Regions from separate parts of the Gossypium hirsutum genome. Here region 1 is linked to region 2. The links are chromatin contacts, called in public Hi-C maps. All regions are on one chromosome and are shown on one strand. Each heading gives the region's core, a stretch centred on a gene start, on an enhancer-like site or on the middle of the called end of the contact. The rest is flanking DNA. Distances are from core to core; before and after follow the strand shown. Region 1 has its middle 15 kb from the start of TRNAS-AGA. Region 2 has its middle 17 kb from the start of LOC107940132.

Region 1 (3,516 bases), core at 75-2,574, 71 kb after region 2:
TCACTTAATTATAATTTTTTTAAATTGATTATCTAATTAATCAAAATTTTTTTTATCTATTTTCTTTAAGTGCTATTCAATGTCTAATAATAGGATTAGACGGGAGTTAAAAAATTAGTATAATAATAAATTTAACTCTCAATTTTTATATATTATATTGATTTAACCATAATTTTTTTAAAAAATAACCCCCATATTTTATAAATAATCTTAATTAGATCCTAATTCTAAAAAATATATAAAAATACATAAATATTTTAAAAATATATAAAATACCCCAGTGACTTTGGACATGCTCTTAGACTTGTAAAAGTCTAAACTTGTTTCTCCAGTTGGATTTCCTACCCAATTTTCTCTTGAAATCCAACCAATAAGCTAAAAACCAAGATCTAGACCTACATAATATCGAATTCTCTTATTGATGTATTGAATCCCTATAGATGCTGACAAATCTCTAAACCAGACGACAATGGCAGACACAATGTTTGAATCATTGGTTAAAAACCAGTATTTCTTCATCATGTAATGGAAAATTACCTCCAAAATGAATTGGTTCTTTGAAAATCAATTGTTTCTCCATAAATCCAAAGTTTTGAAGCGAAGAACACATAAATTGAAGTGGAAAGTCACTCCTCTTAATTTACTCATAATTCATAATCCATGTGTTAAAAAAAATATTAGTGGAGAATGTAAAGTAGGAGCAGAGAAATTTTGTGGACTTTGGGTAACATTACTTATAACATAAAGTTCAATTTAAACTTCTCAAGAACTTATTTCATAAAAATCCAATCCAAATGACAAGTATATAAAGAGAAAATACATGGTACTTAAAATTAACACACCGAAATCCAACAAGTTATTGATATAATTAAAACTGTAGTAAAATTCAAATTCATCAACTCATCACTCTGTAAAAAGCCCATCATGGAATATATGCTTCCTAGAATAACATGATGTTTGGCATTCAAGAAAATGGAAGGAAACATCTTAGTATCTAATAAAGACTGTTACATATTTTTCATTGGACAAATGTGTTCATATTTGATGCAAAGCAATGAAGCGAAAAAAATTATTAGGAACAACTCGAGTTATCAGAGAATTAGGAACTCATTGTAAATGGGATGAACAATATCCAGTGAGTATAATTAATTATATATGTACACACCAAATTTGCCCAGGCCCATTTTAGCTTAAACCTAACCCACCTAAATTAAACCCACTAACCCAAAACAAGACCCAAACCCAACATTAGCTAAACCCATCAGCCAACCCAATATCCCTAAAAACTAAACACCAACCCAAAACCCAACTACCCCAAAAACTAATCAGCCCAATTACAAACCCTAGCCCATTATCCTAAACTTTTCCAAGAAACCCTAGCCCCTAGGTGTGCCGCCCCTACTGTCTGCCACCATCACACCTGCCCACTGCCACCATCACCCATTGCCACTTGCTCCACCGCCCTGGTCACTGTTGCCCACTTGCACCTGCAAAACCAGAGAAGAAATGACACCAGGGATAATTGCATTGAATCAGGGCTATAAAAGCCCTAAATTTGTAAATTTCGGGATCTTTTTTTTTTTCCTATTGAAATAAGAACAGACTTTCAAACACGAAAAAAGCAGAAATACAATCAAGAGACTTAAATCGCAGCAAGAAACACAAAAAAAACTGAGGAGTAGATTCGACTGAAGGTTTCTTTTTATTATTATCTATTTTCGCTTTCTTTTTTTCTTTTTCAAACCTATCTATTCCTTTTTTGCCAATCACATACATACACATATTAAGAAACACGTCAAAAAGTATAAAAAAACAAAAAAAAAAAAACAAAAGGGGTACCTTTTAAACAAATACCACGTATATAAGGCTTAAAATAGAAGCTATGAAAACAATTTAAAGTTAGCAATTCGAAATAATTAATATACAAAAAGATTTTAAATAAAATAAGGAAACTTACAATATATAATATATAATATATAATACTTTGAAATTACATGCAAAAGGTTTAAAACATGTAAAAGGGAATCTTAATATAAACAGTATACATACGATAAAAGGTTTAGTATAAATAATATATATATAAAAATAATGTATAAAGAATTTAGGATTAATTATATATGAAAATTCGGAAATAGACAATCCATAAAAGGAGTCTAAGAATAAAGTATATATAAATTTATGCTAATAAATAGTCCAAAAAAATAAAAAGATAATAATAATGGTAATAATAATAATAATAATATGTGAAATGAGTTTAAAATAAATAAATAAAACAATGTAAAGTAATTAATATATATATATATAAATATTTAAAGTGACATACGTTAAAACAATTTGAGAAGAATACTAAATAAAAGTTTAAGAATGAATACTATATAAAGTAGTTTAAACTAAATATTATACGTAAAGATTTAAAATACATAACATGTAAAAATGATTTAAAACAAATGACTTATATAAAAAACAATATCTAAGGTAGATAATACATAGAAGTTAATAGTCAATATACAACAAGATTTAAAATAAATAAAACAAGTGAATTTAATAAAATTGGTAAAGCAAATTTAGAACACGGTTCATAAAACAAATCTAAAGAATTAACATGTAAATCCAAAATAAATAATGTGCGCAGAAAATGAATAAATAAACGATGGAAGAAATAACAAAGAAAATCAAACTGGAAATAAAATAAAATTGAAAGCAAAAATAATGATAAAATAGGAGCACGGGGGTCGAAATAAAAAAATGCAAGATTTGAGGACTAGACGGGCAAAAATCCAGCTTCTAGACACGTGTCCGTTATCCATTGCGTCCACGCGTTTGGGACCAAAATGATAATCGAGCAGATTTGTGAGGCCGAATTTGAAAATAAAAGGAAAATAAACAAGCGAATTAAATAAAGACAAATGAGAATGTGGAGGCATTGGGTTATAAATAACCCTTTTATATATTAATAGGAGAACGTGTCCGTTTTGTACTGCTGTTTAAACTATTTTTTTTTACTCTTTTATTTCTTCCTTTTTTTTTTTTGCAAAACAAAGAGAAGGAGAGTAGCCCCCTCTTCCCCATTTTCGTTTGTGCTCTACTAGGGTTTCAAAAGAAACCCATCATCACCATCATCGCACAAAGCCACCGAGGGCGGTGGCTGGAGCCACACGAAGACCAGATTTTCAGCCCTTTTCAAGAGAGCCCGAAAGCAAAGCGCCTCCCAAACTCAAAAAATGCAAAAGAAAAGGTCTCTCTCTTTTCCCTTTAAGTCAGATTCTGACGACGGAGAATAGATTCGTCGAGGTGACACGGGATTCCGGTGAGATTCCTTCTCTTATTTTTTAAAAATAGATTCGTAATAGAAACAAAAGAAAAATAATAGTAATAAACGAAATGAAACCAAAAAATAAAGAAAGAAAATGAACAGTCAACCTTTTGTTTTTTTTTTTTGATTGCTCAATTATGCTGTGTGTATAATCGTTTTTTTTCTTGGTCTTATATAGCCGATTTACAAGTCATTATTTTTCT
Region 2 (3,830 bases), core at 1,249-3,748:
TATGCGTTAGCTTCCAAGTTCTTGCAAAGTGTGTTTGGTTTATGCAATATCTGATGCTTGTATTAAATACTCATGTTTTAAAAAATTTTGCAATATCTGATGCTTGTATTAAATACTCATGTTTTAAAAAATTTTGTTAGCAGGAGTTTGAAATTGAATTATAATTTTTATGATAGTAAAAATATAATTTATTATTTTAATAGTTCATATCTTTATATATTTAAAAGATTAAATTAAATTTTTACTATTTGTAGAGGTCCAAAGTATAATTTTATTTTTATTAATTTAAAATTTTATAAAATTTATAAAATTTAAATAAAAATTTTCTATTTTAAAAAGGAAGATTTTATTTTTTACTAATTTAAAATTTTATAAAATTTATAAAATTTAAATAAAAATTTTCTACTTTAAAAAGGAAGGTTCCTAAACTGTTTTTAGGAACACATAGGGTTTATGAAACTTCAACTTTGTAAATGTTCCCTACTTCAACTTTATGAAACTTTAGCAAATCACATGTCTAAAATTTGTAAGGCAAAATCACAAATGCTATTTTAGCTGAGGTTTTTTTTTAATTATTATTATTAATGTTCCCTACTTCAACTTCTAAAGAAAAATTGTTTATTTTCCCTACTTCAACTACTAAAGAAAAATTGTTTATAACACTTGTCTGAGTCCATTTTTCTCTTTTTCTTTTCCGTTTGCAGCCGACCTGGCCCAGATAAGAATATTTAATTCTTAAGGAGGGTCATGAGAGTCATTTCCCAAACAAAGTCGTCGGGAACAAAGACTGAGAATCAGGAAGATGATGTGCCCAACCAGAAATGATGAGAAAACAATTGTTCTGACATTCTGTGGACTGCATGTATGTGAATACCTATGCAAAGGAGACTGGTGTTCAGTTCAATGCAGTTATGATTTTATTAATGAATGGATCAAATAAGTGATCGGAGTCCGATCACAACCCCCCCCTCAAAAAAAAAAAAAAGAAAAAAAGAAAAAACAGCCCCCGCAAGAGAATGGCCTCTCGATAGTGCATAAGTAGCTTTATACTCTCCTACGATACTTCTATATTTGCTCTCTGCTACTTTATTTGCCATGCAATTTGTCGAGTATTCTGCTCTCTGATTCGTGTTCGATCCACCCATTTAGACTTCGTAATCTCAAACTGCGAAGACATCGGTGCATGTGAACTAGGCAAAGCACAGTTGCATATATACTCTGCTGAAGAAACAGTACGGACACTTTGGGATTTGGGTAACGATATGACAGAACAGTGATTGTACAAAAAGTGATTTTTAAAGTAAGAGTTTTCCTTTTATGACCTTACATAGCCTAGAATTGAAGTATAATGAGACAACCTCCGACAGCAGGTCATTGTACTTTTTGTCACTAGATCCAACGGCCAACAATCGATAAGTTGCATATGATTTCTTTTTATAATCTAATATCATTACCGGGTTTGTATATAGCTTAAGCTCACCGAGTTTTGAGATAAGTTGCAGTGGTCAGTTGAGAATTTATTTTCCTTCCTTCCGCTTTTTTTGATATCGTTACCTGTGTTGGCAGCAGACAGGAAAGAAAAAAGAACAGGGAAAAAAAAAACTGGATTCAGGCAGTAGCTAATCATCAACAACAATGAGTTTTACCATTTTTGAAACCTTCAAATTTAAGGGGAAAGCTTTGCTTTTGCTAGCAATATTTTCTGCTCTTGTCGTAGCATTAATCATACTCAAATGTCTCAGAGCACGCTGGTGAGGAAAACCCTGATGCTGATGAACTCTAACTTCTCTGTAAGTAACTTTTTGTTTTCCTTCTTTTCTAAAGTTGGATGCGTGGATATATGCTTTGCTTTGCTCTTTTTCTTGGGAGGTGGCTGATTTGGGGGATCACGTGTGTGAACCTCATCTCTAGATGTTGCATTTGTTGTGGAAGCCTTCCTACATTGATATCTAGCCTCCATTGGTTTGCCCAACCTGCCTCCATTGGTTTTCCACGTTTATGCTTGGGGTTTACAAGTATATAGGAACCTTCAGAAAACAATCTTTGATCATTTAAAGGATATGGGTAGGACTGAATAATAGTTAGATTTCAAAGTTCTTGCAATCAAGTATGTTTAGTTTATGTAGAATCTGGTACTTGTATTAAATACTCATGTCTAGAATTTAAGTTCAACATATGTATTAAAGTATAACATGAAACTATGTGTTATGATCATATATATTTGTCAGTATCTACAGGGATTCAATACATGAATGAGAGAAAGGCTTAGATCTTGATTTATGGAAAAGTTTTCCCTTACATTTGAAGGTGCCAGTCATGGTAAAAGTCACAAGCTGTTGCTGTTTATGAGCTACTGCTAACCCAGGTAACCAAAATAATACCCAATTGGAAATACACATTTTTAGCCTTTCAAATGGAACGCGTGTCAGAAGCTGAACTTCCTATTAATTGGTGTACGGGGGATTCTTTAGCCTCGTTGTTGTCGGAGTTAGTGCAATACGTGACCCCACAAATCAACAACTGTCGGTTAACACTCCAACTGTTATGTCATCATATCCACAAATAAATTCAAGCCTACAACTTACTTTTTTATAAAATTAATCGAAAAAATTTAATTAATTACATAAATAATCTATTTTTTAATTAAATCCGTAAATGACTTAAAATTTACAGTAAAAGTTAGTGGAGTCAAAGAGTTTGGCGCCACCAACATGCCACATCAGCAACCTGAATAAAAAAATTAATTTTTTTGATGGAGCCATGTAGAATGACGCTACTTGTATAAATATTAGGAAAATACTGTAATTTCTGAAAAATGGACGAACTTTAAAAAAAATTCCATTTTCTAGTAGAGCCAAATAAATTGGGGACACTAGTTTTCAACTGCAATGTGATTTTTTTTCTAAGTTTTCTAAAATTTTAAATATATTAAAAAATATTAAGTATAATTAATTTTAAAATTTTAATATATTAAAATATATTAAAATTTTAAAATTAATTATACTTAATATTTTTTAATAGGTAAAGAGAAAAAAGAATTTTTAATATATTTAAAATTTTAAATAACTTAAAAAAATTTAAATATATTAAAAAATGTTAAGTATAACTTTAAATATATTTTAAATTTTTAATATATTTATTAATAGGCAAAGAGAAAAAAGATTTTTTAATATATTTAAAATTTTAAAAAACTTAAAAAAATTAAATTTATTAAAATTTTAAATATGTTAAAGAAAATGTTGAGTATAACCAATTTTAAAATTTTAATATACTTAATATATTAAAATTTTAAACATATTAAAAAAATTTAAGTATAACCAATTTTAAAATTTTTTTAATAGGTAAAGACAAAAAAAAGGGTTTTTCAATATATTTAAAATCTTAAAAAACTTTAAAGAAAAAAAAAATCTCATTGGAAAAAGGGCGGCCTCAAGGGATTTTGAACATTGGGGCGGCGTTGCTTGATAGCTCAATGAGGAGCATGCCTTTGTATTTTCAAATGGGATCGTCGACGGTCGAGTATCGACATTGAATGAGCGAGGAAGATGCGTTTCAAAGCTCGGATGTCAAGCCTCTTTCGAGCACAAAAAGCAATACCAATAACCATCAGCTTTTGGTTAATGGGTTGATCAAACCCGAGCTTCGACGAACCAAGAGTGACTCAAGTTCACTTTTGGAGCCAAAATTAAGGCCCAGAAGATCGATGAAAGGATCATCGGTTGTCAATGGTGGGTTTGTTGTTGACGGGTTGGAGATTGGCAAAAACAACTACAAGGTTAATTCCAGGGGAACTTCGATGGTCAATTATGTGTTCGACAAAAGTACTGACA

What was found. Hi-C and Micro-C count contacts between places; a contact is called where the count stands out from the background.
Region 1: a Hi-C map of leaf shows a contact between it and region 2, with 4 times the contacts expected there. The contact joins two enhancer-like sites. A contact is called at or near these places in 7 of 34 Hi-C or Micro-C datasets (cotyledon, fibers, hypocotyl and 1 more).

What each region holds. Positions count from the first base shown.
Region 1 is chrA02:5,816,642-5,820,157 of Gossypium_hirsutum_v2.1, forward strand. No RefSeq gene overlaps it. Among protein-coding and RNA genes, the nearest start is that of TRNAS-AGA, 15 kb to the right of the region's middle. Within about 2 kb of position 1,325, at least 2 of the 9 cell types and tissues checked have an H3K27ac peak or open chromatin away from gene starts, as enhancers often do. A contact at or near this core is called in leaf, where this site is marked.
Region 2 is chrA02:5,744,428-5,748,257 of Gossypium_hirsutum_v2.1, forward strand. No RefSeq gene overlaps it. Among protein-coding and RNA genes, the nearest start is that of LOC107940132, 17 kb to the left of the region's middle. Within about 2 kb of position 2,499, at least 2 of the 9 cell types and tissues checked have an H3K27ac peak or open chromatin away from gene starts, as enhancers often do. A contact at or near this core is called in leaf, where this site is marked.